Regions from separate parts of the Mus musculus genome. Here region 1 is linked to region 2. A link is a contact called in public Hi-C data. All regions are on one chromosome and are shown on one strand. Each heading gives the region's core, a stretch centred on a gene start, on an enhancer-like site or on the middle of the called end of the contact. The rest is flanking DNA. Distances are from core to core; before and after follow the strand shown. Region 1 holds the start of Trp53bp2 (transformation related protein 53 binding protein 2). Region 2 overlaps Gm33669 (a long non-coding RNA gene).

Evidence for each region. Hi-C and Micro-C count contacts between places; a contact is called where the count stands out from the background.
Region 1: a Hi-C map of regulatory T cells shows a contact between it and region 2, with 4 times the contacts expected there. The contact joins the promoter of Trp53bp2 here to the enhancer-like site in region 2. A contact is called at or near these places in 4 of 39 promoter capture datasets (embryonic stem cells, hippocampal neurons, liver and 1 more), 1 of 484 Hi-C or Micro-C datasets (regulatory T cells), 5 of 115 datasets of contacts at active chromatin or transcription factors (astrocytes, bone marrow-derived macrophages, extraembryonic endoderm stem cells and 2 more) and 3 of 9 other capture datasets (adipose tissue, embryonic stem cells and macrophages).

Annotation. Positions count from the first base shown.
Region 1 is chr1:182,406,980-182,413,500 of GRCm38.p6, reverse strand. Trp53bp2 (transformation related protein 53 binding protein 2) reads right to left here and starts at 4,334. Exons shown (of 18, transcript NM_173378.2): 1 at 4,051-4,334. The coding sequence starts at 4,077.
Region 2 is chr1:181,878,557-181,884,400 of GRCm38.p6, reverse strand. Gm33669 (a long non-coding RNA gene) reads right to left here. Exons shown (of 4, transcript XR_865801.2): 1 at 5,425-5,844; 2 at 3,421-3,765; 3 at 3,107-3,175. Among named protein-coding and RNA genes, the nearest start is that of Gm33669, 3.0 kb to the right of the region's middle. Within about 2 kb of position 2,705, at least 119 of the 459 cell types and tissues checked have an H3K27ac peak or open chromatin away from gene starts, as enhancers often do. A contact at or near this core is called in bone marrow-derived macrophages and regulatory T cells, where this site is marked.

The sequences.
Region 1 (6,521 bases), core at 3,085-5,584, 530 kb before region 2:
CAAACAGCCTTTGATAATTACAACTCTCTAGAGACAGCAGCTCAGTTTTAAGAACTTAGTCCAAACTTCAATCTGGAATGAAACCCAACATACACTACCTTTTATATTCCTATTTAGCTGGAAGGAATTCTTTCAGAGCACAGCATAAGCACACAGGCTCAATGCTCCACATCTGTAACTCAAAAATTTTTTTTGAAAACACAATTTCAGGTTTGAAAATTTTGGCAAATAAAACTGGACTTTTAAAAATACAGTATTTAAGCAGAAGTTAGGCTTTGCACAAAGTGAAACTACAGAAATAGAAAAGCTGTTGACCACGTGTCAAAGTGCAAAAGGAGTCCCTGCGATAACCAAGTTGCTGCACCCAATGCCAGAAGCTCAAAGAATCAGATTTAGTTTTCCAGCACTACGAAACAGCTCCAAGTAATTATGCCCCTGCGGCATTGACAGAAAACATTGCACAAATTTAAAACTAAACCATGGTCAGGTCAACTGAGCTTTTAAAATAAGCTGCTGTGTCTGGAAAACATTACCTAAGGTATGATGACATCCGGTTTGATTGCACATGCAGGACAGTCACCACCAGGAACATTAGCACCACCAGGAACATACAGCCATTTTAACATAATTAAAATGAAATCATCTTAATTCATCCTGGTTCAGCTCCTCTCTCACAATAGCCACACTGTGTACAAGACACTAGCAGATAATCTAGGGCAGCACAGCCCATAGTCTACACAAGCGTGCCAAGTGCTCGCTCCCATACAGGCAAATGCAAGCCCTCTGGCCTTCTGTGGGGTGGGGTTTCCCATAGGTAATGTTTGCCTTTTAACTTGCCATTTCAATAGCAGATATGAACAGAAATTTTCATGAAACTGTTACCTGAAAAGAGCAGCAAGTGTAAGCTCTTTCATAAAAACATATTTTCGTTGGAATGTAACACTTTACCAAGTGAAAGTAATACATAAAAGAAATCTAGTATAATTTTCAAGTGGGTGAGAATTTTTGTTTTGGATAATTGCCTCCATTTGAAAATCAATTACAATGAATGGAACACTAAAAAGCCGCTCTCCCCAAGTACAAACAACCCTTCGTAAGTGAAGGTAAGGTGTCAACTATGAAATCAGTTTCTCCTCACTAAGTGGCGGAGAGACCACAGAGAAGAGATGCTAACCATGGCAGGTATCTGAAAATAAGAGTGACCGTCAACCCCACTTGCACAGCACCCTTTCATTAGCTCCGCTGTGACTCTACTTATTTTTAGTTAGCCTACTAAAATGCATCTTCACTGCTGGGTCTGTAGCCAATTATCACTTCATGTGCCACAGAAAGGAAAACTACTTGAGTCTGCATTATTTGGTAACAAAACACATGAATACCATTTGCTTGCATATATTTAATATAATTCAGTAGAACTCAAAAATGCCTTCCAAAGCAAACCAAGGAATGTACTCAGTGCCACAGAACTACACTTGAAAATAGCTAGAACCATACGATGATAAATTATGTATATTTTACATTTAAAAAAGTGTATCAAGGCAACTGGTCTTCGTTCTGAATGCCTGTCTTTTCATTAGTGCGACGCTTTTCCTGATAAACTGGTTAGTTTTCCAAAGTAATAATGAAACAGAACAAAACCTTACTCATACTAGACTTCAACTTCAAGCATAGTAAAAGCTAAAGAAGAAAACCATAAAGAAGAAAATGGTTTTAAGCCAGTGCTGGGATGGCCTGTGTCTGTTAGCCCAGCACTCCAGATGCTGCTGCAGGAGGACAGCTGTGAGCTAAAGAACAGCCTGGGCTGCAGAGTAGGTACCACACCAGCCAGATACTACATACACAGCAAGACCCTCTCTCAAAGAACCGAAATGTACTTTTACGGGCTTAGTAGCTTAGTGATGAAGTGCTTGTCTAGCATGTATACAAGATCCTGGTTGGATCCCAAGTACCACACACACACAGAAGTTTTATTTTCAAGTACCCTAATAACACAAGTATAAAGGCATATAAAACTAAGGCTTGGGTGCTGGAAAGATGGCTTAATCATTAAGAGAATTTGTTATTCCTTCTTACAGAGGTCCCAGGTTCAATTCCCAACACGTACCTAGCCACTCAAGACCATTCATAACTTATTTTTCAGGGGATCTGATGACCTCTTCTGATCTCTGTGGGCACCAGGCACACACATGGTAAACAGGCATACATAAAATAAATCTCTTGTAAAAAGAACACAAGGATGCTAAATGAAAATGTATCATATTTTTATCTATCACAGACTAAGAATCTCATGTTTAATCACTGTTGCTAATTCAGGGTGTTTTCTAGCAACTATTCCAAGCCAGGCATCGTATTAACCCCTTCCTTCATAAACAGTGACTCCAATCTTCCAAAGCACCCTGAGAATTGGCATTGTATCACCCCCAAGATACAGATGATGAAGATGAGAGACAGATTTTTCTTAAACATCTGGGATCACTAATGCTGTGCAAAATTCCAAAGCGCATCAAATTTCAAAGCTAGAATAGCATGCACACTACACCTTTCCTAGTAAGTCTACTCTGACACCAGGAAAGCAGTCAAAGCCACCAGACTTGCTGAAGTGACTTTAGTCCCAAGATTCAATAACTTTTTACAAGAATTCTGATCATCTGCTATGTGGTTTGGAGAAAAACACCCCTACATAAAACAAAAAAAAAAAAAAAAAAAAAAACAAAGGATACCTTGATTTAAACTGATCTTTCAGGAAGAAATCATCCTGCAATTAAAACCACCTATTCTTTTCCTTTCTCTGTTCAGGGGAAGCTGATGGCAAGCTGCAAAGGTTTTTTCACAACAGTGAGATAAAAACACAGGAATAAAAAAGTTAACAAAACAGTCTATCATAACCAAGGTATGCGTTTTAAGATATTCACATCACAGCCCTAACTTAATAAATGAGACTAAACCATTAGTTACAAAATGCTAGTAATTCCAAATTTCTTGACTCTTAGCAATTGTAACCATCCCAAGCCACCTAATAACCTAATAACCAAAATATTATATATGTGTCCAACCTAGAAAAATTTAGGAACACCCTCCACAACGCAAAGGGGCAAAGAGACAGTATAGTATATTCTGCACGTGTAATTACAAAAAAACCAAAACAAAATAGAACATTGAAACACAAATTTTAACACTCTTTCTTGGATTTTATAAAAGCAAAAAAATTAAGTTGTTTTAAGTTTTTATCGTTTTGTTTTCTTAAACAAGTGATGCGATAAGAACGTGAGTTGATGAGGGGTTTAGGGATGGATATGGCTAAAATACGTGACCTTTCAAAGAATATATAAAAATTATTTTTTAAAAAAGGACTTAGGTTGACTGCGATTAATCCTGCTTGAGAGGAGAACAAATACAACACCCACGAGGAAATAAATACACGGCTGCAGGAGCCACCATAACCAGTCAGATCTTGTGCTTGCTAAGGGGGCTTTTCAGAAACACCTCCATTCAACCTGCAAGTCACCTGTGACGCTGGCCAAGTCAGATGCCAAAAGAATTCACTCATCTTTCTTAGAGGTCTTGCAGAAAAAAAGCTGGGGGAGCGGGGCACTGAAGTTTTCCTCTGAACTAAAACTTTCAAGGCTGCATTTACTAAAACCTGTTTCCACAAAGAGATAGATAGGGTGACATGGCTGCTATCACCAACATCAGATCGAAATTCAAGTTAAAAAAAAAAAAAACTGGCAGAAAGAAAAAGAAAGGCAAGCCTTTTCAAGCGCTATGCTTCACTTCAGTAAAAAGCCTCAAAACAATTCAAAGAAATAGGCTAAGAACAAGGTTCCCCGGCTCTTGACCTTCAAAACAAGCTTCCCCAAAGGTCTCATCCGAGAAGCAAAGTTTGGAGCAGCGGCCCGGGCTGCCGCACTGCCTGCGGGGCAGCATCGCGACCGTCGCGGGGACCCAGAGGGACGGAGCCTCAGAGCCTCGAAGCCCGAAGCTCCACCGGCTCCGCTGACCCGGCCCCCCCGCCCTGTACACTTCCGGGCCCCAGCACGCCCACCCGCTTACCGGCATCATTTTGGACCCGAACCGCATGGAAGCGGGGGTCTGGCGGCGGCCTGGCCGAGCAGAAGTGACCCGAGGGTCGCGGGCCCGGGGAAGCCAAGCGAGAACGAGGCCGCGCGCCCGGCGGCCGACCTGTTGCGAGGCAGCGGCGCTGGAGTCCCCTCAGCGGACCGGGACGCCACCGAGTCCGGGGCCCAATCCCCTCGCCCGTCTCCGGGACGCGGCTTTGTCTCGGCGCTCGCGACTCCCACCTCCTCCTCCTCCTTCTCGCCGAAACCAACTAATCCCGGCCGGGCCCCCACCGAGGCGCGCTGGCCCCGCCCCCCACGAAGCCCCGCCCGCGGCGCGCCCCAAGGCTTGAGGTAAGGGGGAGCGGAGCGCCAACCGGGCGGCGAAGGCGCATGCGCAGATGCTGGGGGCGGTGCCAGAGGGGGCGGGAACCTTTGCTCCGAGGGAGGAAGATGCAGGCGGCGGAGCTGCTCCTGAACGCGCCTCCAGGCGGAGCCAAGGCACGGGAGGGCGGCGCCGCAGGAGAACAATAATCGTAAAACGCGGGGATGGAGCCCAGGGCTGTGTCCCTCACCTCCTTGGCGGTTCCGAGTTGCTCAAGAGAGTTGAGCCCTTTGCCTTAGGAACCATGAACCAGCCACAAGGCGCCGGACGCCGAGGGGCCTGGGCGGCGCCGCCTCACACACCTGACTCAGGGCGCCCTGAGGGATCCGAGCGCCCCACAAGATGGAGACCTGCGAGTCCGCCGGGCCGGAGCACGTTCCTGACAGAAGGCGCTCTCGGATTTGTCCTCATCCCTCAGGCGATGTCCAAGACCCCCCTCTGAATGGCCTGTTACTTCTATAATGTAAGAAGGGAAAAGCCCTTCAGTGTTGAGAAGTGGGGGGGTTCCCTGTGTTTTGAACAGCACGCTCAAAGGATTTGAAAATGGGTAAAAACAGCTTTCTGGGGCGCTCTTCAGCTCATCACGACCTGTAAACACTTTTAACACAAGGACCATTTTTTGGAGCCGTCGAAGCTCACGCTGGGAAATTGGCAGTAGTTCGCTTTGATAGGGAGGCAGATAGTCGAGTCCATTATCCAGAGAGACATAGGCTTCAGGAACACTAACTCCACGAAGCTCATTTCACGTCAAGTAACCCGTGCAAGCTCATTTGGAATCAGAGGACAGAAGAGTCCCCAAAACGAAATGAAATGAAGCACCAGAATGTATACAGCTTCAAGAATGGAGCCAGCTGAATGTGGTAGCGTGCACTAGTAATCTCAGCGCTTGGGAGGCTGAGCCAGGAGAATTGCAGTGAGTTCCAGGCCAGCCTGAGCTGAAAGAGTAAGACCTTACCTCAAATGACACTTTTATAAAAATTAAATATAAATTGACCTGTGTGTGGCACAGATCTATATCCCCAGGTACTCAGAATGCTGAGGCAGGAAAATCCCAAATTTAAGGGTTCCCAGGGCAGCTTTAGCAGAATAGGTCTCAAAATGTAAACGGGGGGGGGGGGGTCCCTGGAGTCAGACATAGTTTAGTGATAGAGTGTTTAACATGAATAAACTCCTGGTTTTAATACAAAGCACAACAGAAAGAATGAGCACTTATTGTTTGTCGTCCCAGCACTAGAAGGCTGAGGCAGGACGTATCAAGAGTCTGAGGCCAGCCTGGGCTACATGCTCTGTCTCCAAATAAATAAACAACAAATAAAAGAATAATTATTTTTTTATTTTAACATATCCCTTACCCAAAAAAAAGAATCATCCAACTCCCAGTTAACATCATCCCAGCTACTCTATCATCCCAGCTACTCTATCTAAACATGAAATTAAAACTGATACAACTAGAATTACCCTGGGTTAAGTAAAGGAAGTCCACACCTTGACTTACTCAGTAAAATGTATCAAAATACTGTAGGTCTTCTAAGTACTGTGGATCCATCAATGAACAAAACAAAGCTGAATGGACAATAAAACCAGTCTACATACAGTCACCCAGAAGAAAAAAAGAAAAGAACAAGAAAAAAAAAAAAAAAAAAAAACTCTTTTTGTGTTGTTGTTTGGTTTTTGGTTGGTTGGTTGATTGGTTTAGTTTTTCTAGGTAATGTCACTCAGTGTAGCCTTAGCTGTCCTGGAACTCATAGACCAGGCTGTCCTCAAACTTACAGAGATCCACCTGCTTCTGCCTTCTAAGAGCTAGGATTAAAGGTGTGCACCATCACTGCCCAGCTCAGTAAAAGAATTCCTATTGTTCATTAATGCTCCAGTTCTCAGTGGATCAAGGAATGGGACACTTACCCCATTACTACCAGAAAACTGACTGCATACAACAGTACATTATGTTTAATATGAGCACTGCAACACTGGGTTGGTTAAATAATAACAACAACAATAATAATTTTGTCTGTGTAAGTGCACACAGACATATATGCAGGCAAAACACGAATTCACATGAAATAAGCATAAATAAATCATTA
Region 2 (5,844 bases), core at 1,456-3,955:
AGAAAGCAAAAGTTAAAAAAAAAATAGTAAGTTGTAGAAAATAAAACCCCATCAAGTCAGGCACTTAAAGCATCCCGCAGAAGTGCCTGGGGACATCCTGCTGAAACAGTCACGTTGGAGTCCCCGACTGGCAGATTCCCGGAGGAGCTTCTGGCTTTGTGTTCCCATGGTGGCCATTTCCGTGAGACAAATGAAAGAAACTAGAGTTGGAAATAGTCTTTCCCTCGAGTTGTCTCAAGGAAGCAAATGCTTTCTTAATCTCTGTAGCTGTTTGTTCTTCTCTTCCTCCCTGTTAGAGTTAGGGCAGGAAGTTCTGCTGAGCCTCCTATGGCCCTGAAGGCTCCAGCTAATGCCTGCCTACTCTCAGGGTCGAGGTGCCAGAAGTCCCACGGGTGTAGGGTTGCCAGAGATAGCAACTCAACGGCACAGGAGAAACTGTCCTGGGTGGTACAGGAGAAGCTGTCCTGGGTTTCCCAGCACCCCACAGTGGCTCTCGATAGCCTGGAACACCAATTCCAGGGCTTCCATTGCCCTCTTCTGTTTCCCACAGGCCCCAGGCACACGTGGTGGACAGACATACATCTAGGCAAAGCATCCATGCACATAAAATAAAAATAAACAGATCTCATTTAACTTATTAACAAGTAAGTGGTTAGGGCTGGAGAGATGGCTCAGGAGTTAAGAGCACCGACTGCTCTTCCAGAAATCCTGAGTTCAATTCCCAGCATGGTGGCTCACAACCATCTGTAATGAGATCTGACGCCCTCTTCTGGTGTGTCTGAAGATAGCTACAGTGTACTCACATACATAAAATAAATAAATCTTAAAAACAAAACAAAACAAGAAATAAGTGGTTAATTAGAAATTGGACTGCAGGTATAGATCAGTGTGGGAAAGCCTGTATGTGTCTGGTATGTGCGAGGTCCCGTGTCCACTTCCTGTCACCAAAAATTGACGCCAAGAAAAACCACCACCACCACCAACAACAACAGAGACACTACCCAGATGCTCAGTTACATTTAAATTTCAGGTTGACAGTAACCTTAGAGTAAAAATGATTTTATCGCAAATATTGTGTGACATACACCTATTCCCAAAAGCAATTTGTTCATCTGTTGAGAAAAGGCCAAGAAGCAGCTCTGGTGAGGACTTCCAGAAGAGGTGAACACCAAGAAAAGACGTTGAGGGAGCAGCGGGTGTTCCTGTGTGCTCGGGGCCTTTCTGAAGCCAGTGTGGATGGGCTTCCTTGAGTGTAACTGTGTTAAAGTGCAGATTCTGGGCCCTCTCCTAGGCTGGTGACTGATGGGAGCGGCTGCGGCTCTACAGCTCTGGGTGAGCAGACACCAAATTTGAGGCCCTGCGTGCTGAGGTGTTTGTCTCATGTCTGGGGATTCTGTGCAGGCAGCAGTGAAGTGGCAAGACTGTCTTGGGCAGCCTAAGCAGGAGCCACCTTAGAAACAGTGATTTCCCCAGGGCCTGGGACCAGGCTTCCCCACATTGACAGAGGACAATGGTAGAGATCTAGGCCAACCTGCTTCCTCAAGGCTGTGGTGAAGTTGAAATGAGAAAATAAAAAACCGATGTCGTGTAGATTTTGACATGCTCAGGACCACCTCTCCCTCCTCTCCCTCTCCTCCTCCTTTTCCTACGTTTTTGGTGGTTGTTTTGAGATAGACTCTCACTATGTAGCTCTGGCTGTCCTGCAACTTAGACTAGATTGGCCCAGAACTCACAGAGATCCACCTGCCTCTGCCTCCCCAGTGCTGGGATTAAAGGTGTGTGCCACCACCACGCTGGGTTTAGGATCTTCTTGTCAGAGCTGGGTGGGGCTTGGCATGGAGTGACACCTCCTGTCTTGGGGCTCTTCTGCCATGGGTCTGACAGGTGCTAAATGAGCATTCTACCGTGGAGCTATAGCCCATGGACTTACTGCCCTTTCCTGTCAGTCAAGAGGGTCTCTTGCAGGAGGAACAGCTGTCTAACGCTGAACTGGGAACACACAGCCAGCCATTGTTTCCCACATCAAGTTAAGCCTAACACCAGCTTGCACCTCCCTGAGGAGGACTGTGCATCACTGTTCCATCTCAGGGATCCCTCCCACCCAGAGTTTACCTAGGAACTCCTGAGCTCAGAGGTCCCGTCTCTGCCACATTGACCTCAGGCTATGCTCAAGAGTCCCTCACTGTTCTCCATCCCTGGGGATCTGTGTGCCTATACAAAGCCCAGGTCACTGCCCAGAGGGCAGTGTGCACTGCATTGCTGCCTCGGGAAGCAGGCTGTCCTTAAACTGCCCAGCAGAGAAAGCCTCTCCCTGCTGGGCCATGGGCAACCCCATGGATGGCTTTTACATCCTTAGAAAGGCTGTTCTTTCCTGCCTGGACACTGTCAAAGCACAAAGGATTCCTTCATCTTTTCATCCTTCCTGCTCCCCGCCCCCCAACTTGGCTGAGAAAGGCAAAGACATGCCTTACCCTCTGGGCTTGGGGAAGAGGCTACCACTCTCACTAAAGCTCTGGCCTCCAGCCAGATAACTGACCAGTGTCAAAGATGGTGCATGGGTCAGGAAAACGGTGTTTGCCTGATGATCGGTAGTCCAAAACCAGGTGGCGCTCTAGGCCCACCCTGGGACCTGCCAGAGCTTGCCACATCTTGTTTCCGGTCCCACTCAACCTCGCTAAATTGCGGCTCACTTCCCTCTCACTTGGGCTCCCAGGAGGAGTGCTGCCAAATACCCAGCTTACCCAGGGCTGGCTGACTGGGTGCAGTGCCAGGTGTATGTTGGTCTGTGCTTTCTTTCTCAAGTCAAAGCCAGTAGCCAGGGCCTCATGCCAACCCTGTGCAGACTGGCCTCTGCGGCATAGCGGTTCTTCCCGAATTTCCTTGCTGAAACGACACTTGGGATGACCCTAGTTGGCGCATCCTCTGGGCTCACCCTCCCCCACCAAGAAGCTGACCCACTTTTCTCTCTCCCCATCCATTGCTGCACTGAACGCTAGGCGCCTTCACCCAGAGAACAGGACCCCATCTAGGCCTCTAGTCTCTTACTCTGAGGATTTAGGACTTTCCTGCCAGAGTACGAGTTATGAGACAGAAATTTCCCGCCAACCTTGCGTCCTAAGAGAGTGTTGGAGTGAGGTCCGCCAGCTGGGCAGGGGTTCAAGTCCCTCTGGGGCCGCTGCATGAAACCTGGGTTAAGGAAGATCTGAAAAGGGCTTCCCAGAGGTAGGTCCCTCAGCCTAGAGGCCAGGCTTTCAGGCCCCACCCGCACCCCACCCCGACCCCTCTCACACCATCCTTACTCTGAAGCTCACCACATGGTGGCGCTGTAACAGAGCTACACCTATAGATGGTCCCGGGTTTCAGGCTTCATCCCATCTCCCACCAACTATCCCTTTGTCTCCGTTTACTTGGCTGAGGTACATGGTCCACAGTAGTCTGGTGGCTGGGAAGTTCTTTCACACAGTCCTCCAGGCAGTGGGGGCCCGGATGAGGGACGTAGATCGCATCCATTCCGGGCTTTGGAATACTCATTGCCTGGTCTGGGTGCTGAGACACTGCGACCTGCACTGGCTGTGGGTACAGGGTGCTGAGACACTGAGACCTGCACTGGCTGTGGGTACAGGGAGAGCACAGAGTAACCCCAGGTGCCTGCCAGAACTTACCAGGCCATCTGCTCCAGAGAGGGGGATGGGAGTATTTGGGAGGGGGGGCTAGTCTTTAGGGCAGGGCTTAAACTTTTTCTGTTCGCCACCCCTGTATGAGACCCTAGCAATATAGAGACAAAAAAAAAAAAAAAAAAAAAAGCAAACAATTACATTTACAAGTAATAACTCACAAAGAAATTTTAAAAGCGATTCTTAGACATACATATAATTATAGCATTTATTAAGGATGAAAGCAAGTTTGTATAGAGGTTTGTTATATTTACATAAGGAATATGACATTGGCTATATATTTCACACTGTAGAACATGGAATATCTCCAGTATTTTTCAGAGGCAATGTAAATTCAAAATAGCAGAAATATGTCTAGAGCCATTTCAGAAATTGTGGGGAATTCTGTCTTAGTCTCAGAGCCACAATTCACTTAATGATTTTTTTTTAAAATGAAATTCAAGACAGCAGCTCAAACAGCAAATCTGAAAATCAAATATGCTTACATAATACAACCCAGAGATACATTTGTGGGATACATGCTGAGGGGTGTCAGTGGGAAAATATCAAAAGTGTTTGTTTCCCATGATTAAGCCTCCATGTTTGGGTAAGAACAGAAGCCCGTGTGTGTGCTGTGAAAACACTGTGGTTTGTATTGCACCTATCTCAGATCTGAGCTCAGGGGTCAGGCAGCATCTACCGCTCAGACACCAGGTCATACACGGTGCACAGCACACATGTGTGTTCAGAACCAAGTCTGCAGGGAAGCCACACTCTGCACCACAGTTGATCGATGCCCAAAATGCTGGAGATGCACTGAGTCTTTAGTTCTGATGTAACATTTGCTCCGTCCCATACAGAGTCATGACCACGGTTTGAGAAGCTGGGCTTTCTCTCTCTCTCTCTCTCTCTCTCTCTCTCTCTCTCTCTGTGTGCGTGTGCGTGTGCGTGTGCGTGTGCGTGTGTGTGTGTGTGTGTGTGTGTGTGTGTGTGTGTGTGTGTAGAAGCAGCCCCTTTCCCTAGGTCCTGGCATGCTTTTCCTGCTGAGAGCCAAGAAACTCAACACACTTGAGAACCCAAAGCCCCTACAGAGACAATGTGTGCTGTGTGCTCCCTCAAACCAAAGTGTTCTGGGGACAGGTGGACCATGCTCTCTGAGACCCAGCATGGTTATAACTGAATGAGGACGTGCCTGCTCCTAGGTATGTCTGAGGAGATGGTTTTTATTGTAGATATGAGAAAGAGACATCTGGAAGCATCCAGAGCAGGGAGAAAAGGAAATAGCTGCGACATGGCCAGGAGACAGGAACAGGGCCACGGCAGGGGGGGGGGGGGGAGTGGAGGGAGGGGGGAGAGGGAGAGAGAAGATAGAGGAAAGAAAGGACAACAACAGGCAGGCAGACCAAGAGAAGAACCAAGAGAATACATGGCCAAAATAACTGGGTTTTCTAGGAAAGAGAAGAAGGGGAAGGGGAAGGGGAAGGAAGCTGGGGGGGTGGGGGGGGGCTGGAGAGGTTTAGGGTGGTGAGCAGGGGTGGGAGGAGCCAGGACTCTGGAACAGGTACTTGCAACACTGGGAGAGCCTGGTGGCCGGCAGCTTTTTTTTTTTAATTGATTCTTTGAGAATGTCACATCATGAACCCTAGTCCTGCTTATCATCACTGTCCCCTCATACCCGCCCTTTGCCTCTGCAAACTGCCTCCCCAAAATAAAACACACATATACAAAACAACAGACATAAAAACAAAACAAAGCATAAAAACCATCTCACCGTGGAAGCTGTAGTGTGTCAGTGTGCCCCGCAGTGTATCCCTCTGTCCGCACATCTTCATGTTTGAGATCTCTGGCTTCTGTGGCACCGTCAATGTCTGATCCTCCCTGGGACTCCTCTCCTGTTGTTGCCCTGTATCCTGGAGATCCTGCAGCTTTGGATCTGCAAGACTGCACTTTCTGGTAGCCCAACTGTTTGCAGATGATAGGGATTTTGGGATGGGCCAATTCAGAGCCTGGGATCCTGGCCAGGGTGGTAGTTAAGTTGGCGAGCCCATCGGCTCCCTTATTCACACCATCAGGGCAAGCTCTCCAGCCCTGCTCTGGCTTGGCCACCCAATGCCACCCTCAGCAGGAGGCAGGGTCAACTCTCTTGTCTCATGCCCTCGGGCTGGCTCACCCACACCCACACCTCCAGAGC